Regions from separate parts of the Mustela erminea genome. Here region 1 is linked to region 2. A link is a contact called in public Hi-C data. All regions are on one chromosome and are shown on one strand. The core of a region is the stretch at or near the end of the contact, and the rest is flanking DNA. Distances in the headings are between cores, read along the strand shown. Region 1 holds the start of MAP4K5 (mitogen-activated protein kinase kinase kinase kinase 5). Region 2 holds the start of L2HGDH (L-2-hydroxyglutarate dehydrogenase, mitochondrial).

Region 1 (4,714 bases), core at 2,025-4,524, 190 kb before region 2:
TCAGCACTCCATCTCTTGCCACTACCAATGGTTATTTCAGTAATTGTGGAGTCATTGTTTCATTTTCCGTGTCAAGAGATTGATGCATGTAATCATCAGATTATGTGAGTAATACCATCCCACAAAGCAAGGGTTTCTTTCCTGAGGCTTCTTCCAATTCCCGTAATTATCAATCAGGGTTCTGGCAAGAAAGATAGAGTGCAGAAAGAGAATCTAATGAAAGGACTATTTATAAAAATGAGGACAGGGTTAAAGGAACCAATAAGGGAGAATGAAACACCATGAGACTAGCAACAGGGGGATGCCCTTATCATACACATCTTAAAGGGGCAAGGAAAAAGAGAGCTAGTTAGATAAGAGTGATACAGCTGTAGGATCGGGCCACAACCATGCAAGGTAGTCTCTTCTATACATTAGGGCTTCTTGGAAAACTAGTTTATATGACGTGCAAGCAAACTTGAAGCATCTCTTCTGAATGTTATTATACTGTGAGGAAATCAACAAGGAACAACAGGATTATTTATAACTTACATTCTTTCTTAGCTACTGAATACACAGGTAGAACCAAGTTGAGAACCGAATACGGGAACCCTGCTACCAGTCTTCATAAAAACCTAAAATCCACCCTGGGAATCAAGGTTAATAAAAAAAGCATTTTAACATATCAGATGATCATTTCAAGCTGGATAAAAAAAGGAATGCTCATTGCCTTCCTCAACTCTTTTTTTATTTTAAAAAAAAATCTTATTTACTCCTATATTTTTAAAAGATTTCATTTTTAAGTAATTCCCAAGTGGGGCTCAAACCTACAACCCTGAGATCAAATGTCACGAGCTCCATCGACGGAACTAGCCAGGGACCCCCAATTCTTCTTTTTTTAAAACTCTCATCATAATGACCTGATACTGATTCTGAATGAAATACATGTTCTACTGCTGTCCAGAATTCAAAATAGAATTCTTTTATACTTTGAAAACACAGCTCATCAATAGACAACTGACCCTAATTAGTAACAGAAAGAATAGCTGAACTATTTGAAAATCTAAATCATAATTGTGGCAGATGTCTCCCAAGATTTAATTAATTTATATCTAACAAATCCATGGAGCAATAAACTCAATCACCCAGAGTAACATTTTGCAACTAGGTGATGCTGGGAGGTTCATCAGGAGATTATATAGGTTAAGCCTATATGTTTCATACACAAAAATTATTGTCCTCATGCTCTGTTCTGTCACACTTAAGAGTTTTAATTAGTCTTTCTATCTTAGCTAGTAACTTGTGAACCTTACCAGGTAGAAGTTAAAAAATTTTATGTCCCCGTTTTTGCTTTTGTTTATTTCAGTACTGGATAAAGTTGAAGCCAGAAACCACAGATTATAATTAGCATTTTACCGAAGAACCATTATAGGCCATTATATAGATAAGAATAAAATCTGGAAGATATTTACACGTCAGGTATCATAAAGACAGAAAAAATACATGATATTGAAGCTGGGATGAAGGGCCTATCAGGCTATATTTATTCTTATTCCATACCTTGTTATAATATTGTGTAGTTTGTAAGAAACTCTCCTGTGAGCTACAATTTTTTAATTATTATTTTCTTTATATTACATTATTTTTCAAAGATTTTTAAAAAGCTTTTATTTATTTATTTGGGAGAGAGAGAGTGAGAGCAAGAACAAAGGGAGAGGGAGAAGCAGACTCCCCACTGAGCAAAAAGCCCCCTTGGGACTCCATTCCAGGACCCTGAGATGCTGGCCTGAGCCAAAGGCAGACGCTTAACCGACTGAGCCATCCAGGTGCCCCACATTATTTCTTTTTATTATTGAAACTATGTGCTTGATTGTTTAGGCTGTAAAATTAAATTTATGTACCATATGTTTATTTTATGGAAACTGAACTTGAATTTCTCTGCCAACCATGTAATATTTAACTCACTAGCTATGAATTCACTGATCTTGTTTAAATGAACTCAACCAGTATTTTTAAATCCTTAAGATTCTTTTGGAGTTGGAATAAAGCAAATGTTTTCCTGTTTGCATCAATTGTGGTACAAGTAATGATTATAACAGACACATTTTTTTAAGTACCACGTAGAATTTCAATTTTTTCCATGCTGTCCACGTCCGGGTTGATGGTCAAAGCATATGGATCTGCCATTGCTGGCAACATAAAAACAGCTGCACTCCGCTGTTGAAGCCTATGACCTCAGACTTTTTATTGCCCGATTCATATCAAACACTGTGTTTCAAGAATAGCATCCTTGAAGGATTATCAGATATTTATCCTTGTTTCAAACCGGGAATTCAGAGTTTCCAATTTATGCAGGCTCATGAGGTAAACACTTTTCTAAAGTCTTCGTATCAGAACAAGATGTGGCTCGCTTGATCAATTGCTTCATTGTGATCTCAAAACCACTATAAAACCCTCTGCTTTGACCAATTTTTTTGCATTGTTCTGGTATCCTATTTTCCCTCTCTTTAGTAGCATACCTATTTAGCAGCTACCTATTTCTTCATTTATTTACTTTTACCTTGTAGTATAGTATGTATTTTCTGTATGCTGCCTCAAATTCTCTGGAATAACTCAAGTATAAATAAGTAAGAATAAATTTCAGACTAGAGAAAGGATCAATGCTTATAGGGTCAAAGGAAGAAAGAAAGAATCTACGACAGTAAACAAGTACTAGGATACCAATAGAACATTTGAAAAGATTTTGAGTCATTGAAGCCAAAAGTATGTGCCCACCAAAACAAGTGCCAAGAAGCTTTGAAAGAAGGAACTGTTCTTCAACAATTTTTTCAATGCAGCAAACACATAGGCTTTGTCCATAGAGCATGTAAGTCTGAGCTTACTTATGTTCCCTAAATAAGTGCCCTTTGTGCGCAAAGCACAAGAAAATACATATATTCCTTGTCCTGTTAAGGTATAAATTTAATTTCTACATTATACAGTTAATTACAATGGTCACCAACAAGGAGTGTATTGCCCAAGAACAGAATTGAATTGGATGTTCTAAACCACAAGCCCACCATCTGCAACCTGCTCTTCTGTGATTTTTCAGTTACTAAATGCATTGGCTGAGTGTTTCTCTGGCTTTTCTGTTCAAAGCCTCTACTGAACTCTAAAAATACCTTTGCCAGTATACATAAATCTGGCAACTTTCTTTCTACTTTCAGAACAGGGCTGGACCCGAAACTGCAAAAGAGCTTGTGAAACACCAGCCAAATTACTTCCTCGAACTCCTGTTCCATATTCTGGGCACTGTGAAGCATAACCTCTTCCATTTGACAACCTTTTTTATAATCCTGTAAAATGCCTTATAAACACTCTCTTGGATGTCAGATGCAAAACCTTATCCTCTTCAAGCTGCAGATAACGATACTGAGATACCACCAAATATGATGTCTTGTCCCAGATCACATACTGAGAAGGTAAGTAGATTCAGAATCCCTTTGCGGTCTCTGCTTTTGTTTTCGCTTCTGCAGAACACCCGGTCTCATTCAAGGAGCAATCCCCGCGGTGAGGCACCGCGCGGTGCCCAACAGGGATAAAGGCCACTGAGACTTTCTGGGAATTCAGGCTTGCAGAAATGTCGTGGAAAAAACTCGGCAGAAGACAGGTTGTGCAGGTGTGCAGGGAAGCCTCAAACTGGTACCACTGGCAATGATTTGCAAAACAGGAAGGTGCAGTAGGGTGTGCCGCGGCTTAGTTCACCCGGCACTCCCCCACCTCCTTCCCTGGCGCCCCACGGCCAGGTTACTTCTGGCCCAGTGCCCTCAGCGTACCTTTTCCGTGTTGAACTGGAAAGGCTGCCCTCGTGCCCACCCTTGTCCCTGTACCCGTCACCCTCCAGATTTACCTGACGCAGCTGGGGGCGGTTTAGCGGAGGCCCGTCGGTTCAAGAATGCCCGCGGGCGTCCGTAATCTCCGCGGGTAGCACAGCCCGGGCCCCGAAAGGACGCGCCCGGCCGGGGGGGCCCGGCGGCCTGGCGGCCGGGAGGGTGTCGTGTCCCGACCAGGCCTCAGGGCGGCACTCTGGTCCCGCGGCCGGCGCGCTCGGGCGGGCCGCTGGGCGCCGACCCACGCTGGCCGGGAACGTTTCACCCGGTGACGCAGCCCCGGGTGGGGGACGTGGTGCGGCGGCGGCGGCGGCGGCGGCGGCGGCGACGGTACGCGCCTCCGCCGCCTGCGAGAGGACGTGCGGTGCGGCGGGAGGCGGCGGCCCGGAGACCTGGAGTGGCCGGCGGGCGCCGGGAAAGCGGGACGCGGGCGCCGGCGAGGAAGTAGGTCCCAGACTCGGCGCTCAACAAAGAGCGGGGCCGCCCCCCTCGGATACCGAGCGGGCCCCCGGCTCCCGGCGGGCGGGGAGACCGGCCGGGCTGTTCGCGGGCGGCCAGGAGGGGGAAGGGCCGCGACCGGGCCGCGACTGCGGGGCGCGGGGGACCCTCCTAGGCCCGCTTGTCCGCGGCCCCCGGCGGGGCGGAAGGGAAGGGGCTGGGCCGCTCGGGGTTGTAGTGGTTGCTTGTCCCTCGTGCAGGCGGAGCTGCGGGCAGAGGCTCCATGTTGGGAAGCGGCGCCGCTCGTCCTCGTTAGCGGGAATCGGGGCGCCGCGGGCTGAGCCGGCGGGGGCCGGGCCCTGAGCGAAGATGGAGGCCCCGCTGCGGCCTGCCGCGGACATCCTGAGGCGGAACCCGCAGCAGGACTA
Region 2 (4,789 bases), core at 1,840-4,339:
TAAAAAATAACCATCTCCACTATATATCTATCAGCATGGCTGAAATAAAAGATAGTGACACCACCAATTACTGATGGTAAGTAGACACCAGATCACTCAAACATTGCTGCTGGGAATGTATAAAGGTACAGCCACTTTGGAAAGCAGTTTAGCAATTTTTCACCAAACTAAACATGCGCTTATCATATGTATGACACAGCAACTGGACTCCTGGGCATTTATCCCACAGAAACAAAAACAGGTTCATACAAAAAGCAATACACTGATGTTCATAGCGGCTTTACTCCAAATAGCTGAGAACTAGAACTGAGTTGTTCTTCAATGGGTGAATGTTCAGCCTATTGTGGTACATCCATACCATGAAATACTACTCAGCAATAATGAATAAACCTTTGATACATACAACAATTTGGATGGATTTCAAGGGATTATACTGAGTAAAAAAAAGTTAATTCCAAAAAAGTTATATACTTTATAGTTTTGTTTATGGAACATTTTTGAAATGACAAAATTTTAGAAAAGGAGAACAGATTGGGAGGGGGTGTCCTGAAGAAGAGAAGTATAGTTATAAAAGGGCACCAGGGGGCACCTGGGTGGCTTAGTGGGTTAAAGCCTCTGCCTTCGGCTCAGGTCATGATCTCAGGGTCCTGGGATCGAGCCCCGCATGGGCTCTCTGCTCAGCGGCGAGTCTGCCTCCCCCTCTCGCTCTGCCTGCCTCTCTGCCTATTTGTGATCTCTATCTGATAAATAAATAAAATCTCTAAAAAAAAAGGGGGGGGCACCAGGAGGAATCCCTTGTGGTGATGGAAGCATGTTGTAGCTTGACTGTGGTGGCAACACAACAATCTACACACGTGGTAAAAATAATATAGAACCAGGGCAGCTGGGTGGCTCAGTCGGTTAAGTGTCTGCCTTCTGCTCAGGTCATGATCCCAGAGTCCTGGGATGCCATCAGACTCCCTGCTCAGCGGGGAGCTTGCTTCTCCCTCTACCTCTGCCTGCCACTCCCCCTGCTTTTGCTCTGTCACCAAATAAAAAAATAAATAAAATCTTAAAAACAAAACAAAACAAAACAAAAAATACATAGAACCAAATACACACTTGTAAAACTGCAGGAATAATATCACCGGTATGTGTCAAGGTCAGTTTCCCGGTTATGATACTGTACTATATTTTTGCAAGATGTTAGCATTGGGGGAGAATGGGTAAAGGGTATACAGGATCTCTATTGTTCCTTACAGCTGTATGGGACTCTACAATGATCTCAAAACAAAAGTTGAATTTAACAAATAACCATCTCTTATTTTCTTTCCATTTGCGAAGAGAAAAGCAAGTAACATTCTACATTGTTTTCACAAATAAAATAGTCAACTGTCCCAGAAGTAAAATCATTTAAACATAATAAAAGCAGTAATTTATTCAGTTGACCCTTGAGCAACCATGCCCCCAGCTGCTGAAATCTGCATAGAAGTTCTGACCTTTCAAATTTAACTAACAGACTCCGGTTTGATTAGAAGCCTAGCAACACAGCTAACACATATTTTGCATGTTATATGTATTATATACTGTATTTTTTTTTTTTTTTTAAGATTTATGCATTTGAAACAGAGCGAAGTTTGCACCAGCCAGACGAAGAAGATGGAGAGAGAAAGGGAGAATGGAGCTCTCTGCTGAGCAGGGAGTCCAGTGTGGGGCTCATCCCAAGTCCCTGGGATCATGACCTGAGCTGAAGGCAGATGCTTACTCAACCAAGCCACTCAGGTGCCCCTATATACTGTATTATTATAAGGTAAACTAGAGGGGGGCCTGGGTGGCTCAGTGGGTTAAAGCCTCTGCCTTCCGCCCTGTCATGATCCCAGGGTCTTGGGATGGAGCCCCGCATTGGGCTCTCTGCTCAGTGGGGAGCCTGCTTCCTCCTCTCTCTCTCTTTCTGCCTGCCTCTCTGCCTACTTGTGATCTCTGTCAAATTAAAAAAATAATAATAATAATAATAAGGTAAACTAGAGAAAATAAAATGTTAAGAAAATCCCAAGGAAAATACATTTACAGTACTGTACCAGATTTATTGAAAAAGATCTGCCTGTAAATGGACCAGAATAGTTCAAACCCATGCTCTTCAGGGCTCAACTGTACTTCCCTGTGCTAAAGACCCACGAGCTTTTTCTCATGTACTGCACACAAGAGCCCCCTGAGAGGGACACGGCTTGTACTCCTGGTCCACAGAGGAGGATCTGAGGCAAAGAGGCGAAATGACTTCCCCAAGCCATCAGACTAATACCTGGAATCAAATTCAAACAAAATTCTTCCAGCAATACAGTTTTTAACATTCTACTTTTGTTCTGTTCAGTTGTTCTGACCCTAAAAATTAAAAACTGCCATCAAGCACGGAGGACAGGTGTGGAACTGCCACGGGAACAGTGACTGAAACTTGATCAGATGGTCACTTGGGGATGACACAGCCCACCTCCCTCACCTTACAGATGAGGAAAAGGGGTGAAGACACCGGTACAAGTGAGTCGCTGCACCCAGCCCCGCGCAACATGTTTAAAACCGTATCTCGACCCAGTATTTAAGGAAACAGGCTGCTAAATGATAGCAGAGAGGTCACCGCCGGGAGCCCCGCAAAAACAAGGCCAGAAGACTACAGGCTGCCAGGCGTTGCCGTGACCAAGAGCCTCCGTCCGGAGCCAGGGCCAGGGCCGGACAGCCAGCACTCCTCCACGGGCAGCTGGTCTGGCGGGGGTCAGGATGGAGACCTCCGGTGGCCGGCGGCGGGCGGGGGCCGGGCCGAGCGGGAGGCAGGGAGGCTCGCTGGACCCGCCCAGAGGAGAGTTTTCAACCCCCTGTCACGCCCCGACTTTCTCCCAAAGTCCAGAGGACGCTGAGCGGTGAACACCGAGGACGCACGACTCGACAGGCCAGCTTTTCAGTCGACCCAGCCGTGGGAGAAGGAAAAGGGCAGAGCGAAACCACCACCCTAGGCCCGCCTCGCTCAAGGCCTAGCTCCTCTACTCACAGCGCCGGAGGAAGGGAGGGAGCGAGCCAGCGCGCCGCACGTCTACGGCGCCGCGTGCCTGCCCTTCGCCCTCCGCCGCGCGCGTCCATTGGCCCCTGGCACCGCCCTCACGTGGGGCGTCGGTGAGCGCCTCATTGGCCCCTGAGTGGGGGGCGGGGCTAGACTGCGCGGGGAGCTGCAGAGCGTGGGGCTGCAGTGGGCTGAGCTGGAGGCTGAAGGAGGGTAGGGGAGGGGGCGCAGGCGATGGTGCTGGTGCTGCGTTACCTGAGCGGTGCCTGCGGCGGGGTCCGCAGGGGTCTCCCCGGGGGCTTCGCTGCAGCGTGCCGGCCGGCGCCGGGGAGACCCTGGCCACTGTGCCAAGGTGGCCGTAGAGCCAGCACCCGGTGAGTAGCCGCTGGCCTGCCCTCGTCGCTTGTGCTACTAATTCTTTCCGAGGTGCCTCTTCCTGGACCTGTGCCCCTGCTCTACTTCCCTGTCCCGGGCGTGAGAGAAGGTCAAGATCCTGTGGATCCCAGGCGTTCCCTTGTAGGATTCATTCGTTGTGTTGCGTGCCGGATGCGGAGCAAGGCAGCGATGAGTAGAGAGGTCTAGAGCAGTTCTGGTTTTGAATAGCTTCCCTCCACTTCCTATTCAGTCCTTGGGTGGGTTACTGTAGCTCCTTAAAGGCTCAGTTGTGAGTAGGATCCTAGTCTTGCCCGTAGGTTGTCGTTTTGAGGCTTAAAGGACCCACCGCACAAAGCAATCAAATAAACTGTTTATTTGCTGGCATCCCTGGTGTTGCTTGGAAGACCGGGACCAGTTCCTAAATCAGTCGGTTCCTGGCAAACACCCCATAGAGTTGCCCCTGTGAGAAGCAGCTCAGTTGCTAATCAAAGCTTGCACAAGTGAGTGTCCTGTGATTTGAAGTTTGGAGGTCACATTAAAAACCACAGTCTTGTTTGTGGAGCATAACAAATAGCATGGAGGACATGGGGAGATAGAGAGGAGAAGGGAGTTGGGGTAAATTGGAAGGGGAGGTGAATCATGAGAGACTATGGACTCTGAAAAACAATCTGAGGGGTTTGAAGTGGCGGGGGTGGGGGTGGGGGCGGTGGGAGGTTGGGGAACTAGGTGGTGGGTACTATAGAGGGCACGGATTGCATGGAGCACTAGGTGTGGTGAAAAAATAATACAGTTTTTCTGAAAATAAATAAATCAATTTAATTAAAAAAAAAACCAAACCCACCGTCTTTCTCTGCTTTCTGGAGAGGGCGTGGCTTATGCTAAGGCTTTAAAGCTGGAAAGCGCTTGGCTTTTTCCAGAACTAGAAGGTGGGTAAGATGAGTGGGACTGTTCTTCGTGGAACAGAGATGGTGTGGAATGACCCTGGAGAGAGGCTACATCACAGCAGGGTTTTTTATTTTATTTTACCCACATGGAAGTTTATTCTAAGAGCATTGGGAGACTTAAAGGATTTTTAAGAAGAGGGAGTGATTAAATGTTGAGGTTTCAAAAGTTGACTGGCTGCTGTGTGTTAGTGGTTTGGAGGGAGGTTAGAGTGGGATAGGACTTGTGAGTCATGGTGGGCGAGCGTAGACAATTATTTTGGGATTGCTTTTCTTAAGGGAGGAAAAGTAGGGTTAGTGAAGGTTTTGTTTATACTTTTTATTTTGAAATAATTATAGGTCCATGGGAAGTTGCAGAAAAAAACCCACAAGAAGCAAACCCCAAACCAGTGTTTGTATACCCTTCAGCCAATTTACCCCCAATGATAGCATCTTACCTAACTACAGT

Evidence for each region. Hi-C and Micro-C count contacts between places; a contact is called where the count stands out from the background.
Region 1: a contact with region 2 is called in a Hi-C map of spleen, with 5 times the contacts expected there. The contact joins the promoter of MAP4K5 here to the promoter of L2HGDH in region 2. A contact is called at or near these places in 3 of 3 Hi-C or Micro-C datasets (fibroblasts, skeletal muscle and spleen).

The regions. Positions count from the first base shown.
Region 1 is chr5:99,390,562-99,395,275 of mMusErm1.Pri, reverse strand. MAP4K5 (mitogen-activated protein kinase kinase kinase kinase 5) reads left to right here and starts at 3,274. Exons shown (of 33, transcript XM_032344182.1): 1 at 3,274-3,440; 2 at 4,547-4,714. The coding sequence starts at 4,656.
Region 2 is chr5:99,203,531-99,208,319 of mMusErm1.Pri, reverse strand. L2HGDH (L-2-hydroxyglutarate dehydrogenase, mitochondrial) reads left to right here and starts at 3,089. Exons shown (of 10, transcript XM_032344187.1): 1 at 3,089-3,399. The coding sequence starts at 3,260. DMAC2L (ATP synthase subunit s, mitochondrial) reads right to left here and starts at 3,142. Exons shown (of 4, transcript XM_032344202.1): 1 at 3,017-3,142. The coding sequence starts at 3,105.